2 separate regions of the Mus musculus genome follow, and region 2 is linked to region 1. Evidence: chromatin contacts called from public HiChIP or PLAC-seq data. All regions are on one chromosome and are shown on one strand. Each heading gives the region's core, a stretch centred on a gene start, on an enhancer-like site or on the middle of the called end of the contact. The rest is flanking DNA. Distances are from core to core; before and after follow the strand shown.

Evidence for each region. HiChIP or PLAC-seq counts read pairs in DNA pulled down with a chosen protein or histone mark.
Region 2: a contact with region 1 is called in an H3K4me3 HiChIP or PLAC-seq map of forebrain, with 4 times the contacts expected there. The contact joins the promoter of Best3 here to the promoter of Kcnmb4os2 in region 1. A contact is called at or near these places in 7 of 39 promoter capture datasets (the 3T3-L1 cell line, the SN4741 cell line, cranial neural crest and 3 more) and 4 of 115 datasets of contacts at active chromatin or transcription factors (embryonic stem cells, extraembryonic endoderm stem cells and forebrain).

What each region holds. Positions count from the first base shown.
Region 1 is chr10:116,471,632-116,474,830 of GRCm38.p6, reverse strand. Kcnmb4os2 (potassium large conductance calcium-activated channel, subfamily M, beta member 4, opposite strand 2) reads right to left here and starts at 1,668. Exons shown (of 3, transcript NR_130644.1): 1 at 444-1,668; 2 at 198-346; 3 at 1-65. It overlaps Kcnmb4 (potassium large conductance calcium-activated channel, subfamily M, beta member 4), which reads left to right and starts at 1,308. Exons shown (of 3, transcript NM_021452.1): 1 at 1,308-1,645. The coding sequence starts at 1,310.
Region 2 is chr10:116,984,926-116,988,187 of GRCm38.p6, reverse strand. It overlaps Best3 (bestrophin 3), which reads right to left and starts at 1,874. Exons shown (of 10, transcript NM_001007583.1): 1 at 1,376-1,874. It overlaps Gm46182 (a long non-coding RNA gene), which reads left to right and starts at 1,425. Exons shown (of 3, transcript XR_001779645.1): 1 at 1,425-1,514; 2 at 3,187-3,262.

The sequences.
Region 1 (3,199 bases), core at 419-2,918:
GGGCTTAACATTTCCATGACTTGGCAACTGTTATTCATCAGGAGCCTGAGTTCATTCATCTAGGACTTGAAAGACAAGAAAAGGAGGGTTAAAACAACAACAACAACTTTATTCTTCCAAACGCAGCTCTAAACAGTTCTCAAGTTTGGTTTTATGATCTTTAAAAAAATGTAGGTAAAAAGCAAATTTAAACTTACAAAGGAAAAGTCAGGAGAATAGAGGCTGAATAAAGGTGTACATCGATAGGGTGGAGTTCCAAAGTGTCTGCAAGCCGCGGTCGCCTTGCACAGAGCTCCAGAAAAAGCTCACCTGCAAATCTCAGGGCCAGCTAAGGGTGGCAATATTCCTAAAGAGGCCAACAGAGTCTGCTCTCACCAGCCCGAGGCCAGGCTTTGCCACCTGTTTGCGTCCACCCCCTAGGGGTCGTTCCCGCTGTCTGGCACCTATTTTTCCAGGAAAGTCCACCGACGCTCAAGGCTCCAATCGTGTTAGCCTGCACGGTCCCGGTGGCGGCGTGGGATCCGCGGGGACCTCCGGCTCCCGGCCGCTCGCCTGTGGGCATCCCCCCGCGTCCGCGCCGGTGCCCTCTGTCGCTCGCCGCCACCGGAGCTCCCTTTGCCGGTGCGCCTGCTGCCCCGCAGCTCCCCGGATCGGAGTTTGAAGATTCCCGCTTCGCACGCTCACGCCATCCTCCCCCACTTAAAAAAATTTTTTTTTTCTCTCTTTTAACTTTCTCCCCAGCCACGCTCCCTCGGTGCTAAGCGTTCGCCTCGACCGTCTCCGCCATCTCTCCAGGTTGCATCTGGCGAGGATTCCGAGAGCAGCTCGCGGCGGCCCGGGTGCTCGCCCACGGGAGCTGCGGGGCGCGGCGCGGGGCGGGGCGGGGCGGCGGCGCCCAGGGCGGGGAGGAGCAGCCTCGCTCAACGCGGAGCCAGGGCTCAGCAGCCCAGTCGCTCCCAGCGTCGGGGCGCCGGGCGCTCGGCCGCGGCGATGGCAGGCGGGCGGCGCGCGCGGGGAGGCGGGCGCGGGGCGCGGAGCGCGCGGGGGCGGGGGCGGGCTCGGGGAGCCCCGGGGTGCCGGACGCTGTGAGGCGGCGGTGGCACCCGGGAGCCCGGCCTCGGGCAGCGCCGTCGCCGCCGCCGGGGGCGTCGCCGGCCTCGGCCCCTTTGTTCTCGCGCGCGCCCCCTCGCCGCCCACTCCCCTGCTGTCGCGCGGCGGCGGCGGCGGCTCCTCCCGCCCGAGGCGGTTGAGCTCGGCGCCGGGGGCGGGAGGGGGCGGGGAGCGCGCCAGCCGTGGAGAGTGGGGGGCGATGGCGAAGCTCAGGGTGTCTTACGAGTACACGGAAGCCGAAGACAAGAGCATCCGGCTCGGCTTGTTCCTCATCGTCTCCGGCATCCTGTCGCTCTTCATCTTCGGCTTCTGCTGGCTCAGTCCCGCCTTGCAGGATCTGCAAGCCACGGCGGCCAACTGCACCGTGCTGTCGGTGCAGCAGATCGGCGAGGTGTTCGAGTGCACCTTCACCTGTGGCACCGACTGCAGGGGCACCTCGCAGTATCCCTGCGTCCAGGTGTACGTGAACAACTCCGAGTCCAACTCCAGGGCGCTGCTACACAGCGACCAGCACCAGCTCCTGACCAACCCCAAGGTAAGCGCGCGGGAGCTCCCGCCTAACAGTGCAGGTTCGGGGCCAACGTCCCGGTTAGACCCCAGGGGAAGAATCGAGTGCACTGTCCTCGCTCGGAGTTGATGCGAGGGAGGCATGAGGTGCATGCACGCATCCCTGGAGCCCAGGGCTCCAGACCTCGGGGTGTGTTTGCCTACTGGGCGGTGGTACGCGAGCCTCTCTGCAAACAGATCTTTTCTGTTCTTAGATTTTTTTGAGCTCCGGACCACCCCAGGTCCAGCGCCTGCGGGAAGGGGTTGCCTAAACTCAAGGAGCAAAGAAAGTTAACTTTTCCTTCCAATGTAGCCATGGGATAGCCCAGGACCCAGGTACTCCAGTATATGGCCTGAGCTTCTATGGGGCTCAAGAACTCCCTTCTTTGAGAGGTTAAAGGGGTCTCTTCGCTTCTGGAAAGTATCTTAAGTGACTTTTGAATTTTAGTTCTAAACTGAAGTTTTTAACTTGAGGTCTACAGATAGACTTGGGATGGTGAGGGTGGGGTCAACAGCCATCAGGAGGAATCCAAGAAGAGATTCTGATGAGGTCGGGTTGGTTTGCTTGGTGCTGGTGGTGGAGGCTGAAGGGTCCTAACCACTCTGAGTGTTTGGGCACAATGAGAAGCTGTAACTAAGGAGTAAGTAGGAGAACAACTTACCGAAAATAGAAAGCCCTTGATGACATATACCAAGCAGCGGTTTCCTGACAACTTCTTTTGTTGTTACAGGGGAGGAAAAAAAAAAAAAAAGAGGGAAAAAAATAGATAAAACCTGGTTAGGACTTTCTAGCCTCTGGAGAGCAGAGAGGGAGACTCAGAAAACTTCCCCGGGGTAGGAAAGCACTTATAAAAAGCTGTGTCCCCAGTCCGTGAACTAATTGAGCCTTGCAGTGTGCCTGCTTCTGCAGGAGGGTTCTTTGATGCCTGTGTTCCTTTCTGCTGCCAGCTGAAGGTGTGTATATATATTCAAGTTACTGAGTCCTTGTACTTCCTGGGGGCTGTGCTGGAAGACAAGCAGAAATCATTCCAAAGAAAATGAGTCCTGTGCGTGCAGGAACATGTTCTCTTAAATGTGACCAGATAGATTAATCGGAATTCATTATTTTAAACAAGATCACTACCGCTGTGCAGAGAAACTCGGGCGTAACTCACTTATTTGGAAAGTTAGAAGAAACTAGTCTTTGAACATATGATGGACTCCTCAATGGAAAAGTCTCCCGCTAGTGCACGGAGGCTCGTTTGCTTTTAAAAATGGAGCTAATCCAAGAACAGTAAGTGTAGACGTGAACATTTGGAATCCAGTCTCTAAGGACCAAGGTCTTGCCGAAGTGATCGGTCTCAAAAACAGATGTGGGTTAATCTGCATAGTGCTTGAGAATTTAATAAGAGGTCTGGTGGCTTTGAGAAAGCATTGTAAAAATCAGAATTAAGTGAAAAATATCTAAGAAAGGTGTCAAGTAGTAACTTAGTGATTTGGAAGGTGCTCTGTAGTTTGCCATACAGGTGTAGTCATAGTTGGTGAAACACTGCTAATTATTTTT
Region 2 (3,262 bases), core at 625-3,124, 510 kb before region 1:
TGGGCCAGTGTCTGCTAAAATCCTTAAAGAAATATTGATTTCACCTTTAAACTTCCTAAGAGGAAAAAGTTATTGATCCCTTCTTAGGAACCAGGAGCGATTGTCAGGAGGAAGCCCGGCCCCCAGAGCAGTTTAACAGATGGGCTACTTGGGTGTGTCGGGGGGTGGGGGTATCTTCCTGAGATGTGAGTCTCTCAGCAGCTCTCAGGGTGTACAGTCGGAATTCTGTACCTTTCAAAGGGAGCCGTAAACTTGATATTAAAAAGGCTACACTTTCCCCTTGGAAAGTCTCAATGAAATAATCAGAGACAAACAAACTGAGTCTTTTCTTTCTTATTTTGGAAGACAGGGTCATCCCACATTGACCTTGAACCTGGCCTTGAACTTTTGCTCCATTTCCAGTGAGCGCTGGAATTGTGGGACTGTACCACCGCCACTGTATGTAGTATTTACTTAGCGTTTTGCTTGGCACCGAGTCTTGTGTGTGCTGGGCAGGCACTGTCTCATGTGTGCTACATCCCTAGTGTGTCTGTAATTTAGAACACCTTGTTCTGGATTCATTTCGTGGACGTGGGCAGGATGAGAATGGGGCCTAATCCCAGTTTTCTTTGAGCTCCCTGGCATGCCTCGGCTTCTCACTGAGATGTGCCATCGGACTTCGAATAGATGGCTCAAAGCCGACCTTTGTTTGGAAACCTTACTCAGCTAACTGGGTAGTATAGGTCACATGCAAACAAAAGGAGATCTCTTTAAAATGTTAACTTTTCTCCAAAGGAACTACAAAGAACTTCTCACAGAGCAACACAGGCTGATAGATTTTAGGTCAAAATTATAATACACACACCCACACAAAAACCCAACCAAACAAACCCTAGAGCATATTTTTTTCCCCCCGTAGAGCGATTTATATCACACATTCTATCACAAATAAGAGAATGTTTCATTTAGACAGGCAAATATCCAACTGTGATTTATCCAGTTTCTCTAAGGACGTAAGAGCTGGCAGCTGTATCCACAGCAACAACAGCAAAGTGCTGATTTGTCCTCCATGGTTGTTGATTTTAATTAAACAAACCAGGGCCCTTTGCCTAAGTCAGTAGGTGACACCACAGAAGGGTGGGGTGCCTGCCCTAAAACAGGCTTCGCTTTGAGATCGCCACCTTGTCTCTCTGCCTCGGGAGAACTCAGCGACAGGGGAGAACAGAACAGCAATGTCCTAAGCTCTTCTCCAGGCAGGCCCCGTCAAGGGACAGCCTCTAACCAATCCCCTTTTCTTCCATTCACTCCTTCACCCTCAGTTCAGGCTCTGTCCGAAACCCGACGCCCACCAAGCATAAGGTCACGTTCAAGTGCAGAAGCCGGCTCGCGCACTAACCTATTTCTTTGGAGTCTCTCAAGGGAAGAGAAATCTTCAAACGATCTGCCGTCCCTGAAGAGGTGCCGGCTTCCACCCTCACTGGTGACCAGCTGGGTTTCCTCCTAGTTCTCCTGCTGCTGTGGCGATCCAGCGTGTAGTGAGTCCAGGGTTAAATGTTTTTCCACTTGCAGAGGCCTGTCTGTGCCAGTTTGCCCACTGATGACAGTTATAGCTGGGGACAAACAGAAGTGACAGCTGCTGATGGTGCTTTTTTCTAATCTATAATTATAACTCCACCTGCCGCCCAAAGTACCCCTTTGAACAAGAAGTCAGCGGCGGTGGCGGGAGGATGCTGGGCCATTTAAGTCCAGTTAAGATTCATTTCAACTCTGGCCTGGGATCAAGGAAGAAAAGCCTTTTTCTACTGAAAAGGTCTGAACATACTCCAGTAGCCAAAGAGGGGATTAGGACAGTCTTTTTGTGCATGAAATGAAGAATAAATTCTTATGGAGCCATACACTGGGGCAGACAGGAATGAAAGCAAGAATTCTGATCTTCTGAGAGATCTTGAGAATGCTCTTCCATTAAAAGCAGCAAGAGTGTGTGTGTGTGTGTGTGTTTAGGATGTGAGTATATTTATGTGCATGTGTAGTATGTGTATGTGTGGTATATATGTGTGTGTGCATGCATGTGTGTCTAGGGTATGAGTACATTTATGTACATGTGTGGTATATAGGTGTGTATGTGTACATGTGTATGGTGTATAGATATGTATGGTGTATAGATGTGTGTGGTATATAGGTGTGTGTGTGTGTATGTATGTAAGTGCATGTGTGTTGTATATATGTGTATGGTGTATAGGTGTGTATGTGTTCATGTGTATTGTGTACATGTGTGTGTGTACATGTGTGTGGTTTATATATGTGTGTGCACGCACATCCATATGTGCATGCATGTATGTGTAGGATGTGAGTATATTTGTATGGTAAGTATGTGGTGTACATGTGAGTGTGGTATGTGTGTGTGTGGTGTATGTGTGTGTGGTGTGTGTTTTAGAAGTGCACAGAGAATTATGTGATGGCCTGGTGCAGTGGAAAACTGTAACCCTCTGTCTTATTATGTTTCTCCCATGGTTAACCAGAAAAGCTTGTTATTCGAGATGGTTTCTTTCAGATTTATAATAATAGATATTTTCTTTCTTAAAAGAGGCTGCTCATCTGAGTTCTGTAGGTGATAGACTAATTAATTAATCTGAGGGTCATTTCCTGAGACCCTGTTAACTTTCTGAGGTAATTTTTCCACCTGTCATTACACCACAAGCTTAAAGAGAATAGCAAAAAATAGTTTTTGTAGAGAAACATGTAGAATAAAATATTATAAAAATCAAGACTAGGCTATGCCTGGTGGGTCATGACTGTAATCCTATTGATGGGAAAGTTGAAGCAGGAGACTTACCCTGAGTTCAAGGGTAGCCTGGGCAATTCAGTAAGTTCCAGGATAGCCTCAAAACAAATAAGCAAATGGATGCTTCCCCCACAGCCCTAAAAAGGAATACATAAAATTCAAATTTCTAAAGAATTAGTCAACCTTATGTGCATGTGAGCGACTTGGTCAAACCGCAAGCGCTTTAGAGTCCTGACAGATTAATTTTTCTGGCTTATTTGTATTGCTGGCTTATTTGTCCCTGTTCCTCTTGTTGCTAACTTCAGGTCGGGGGTCCTGTGAATAATGAATATTCATTTAGTAATTGTGTGCTAACTGATCGCACCCCTGGGGCTCCATTAACGGGTACTGGATCTTGTTACTGTTTGGTTATCACACTTCCACAGCTTTGAGTACCACGGGGGATTTGTGAACATGCAGAATGCAAACGTCGTATGCCACATCTTACATCTGTACTGCGGA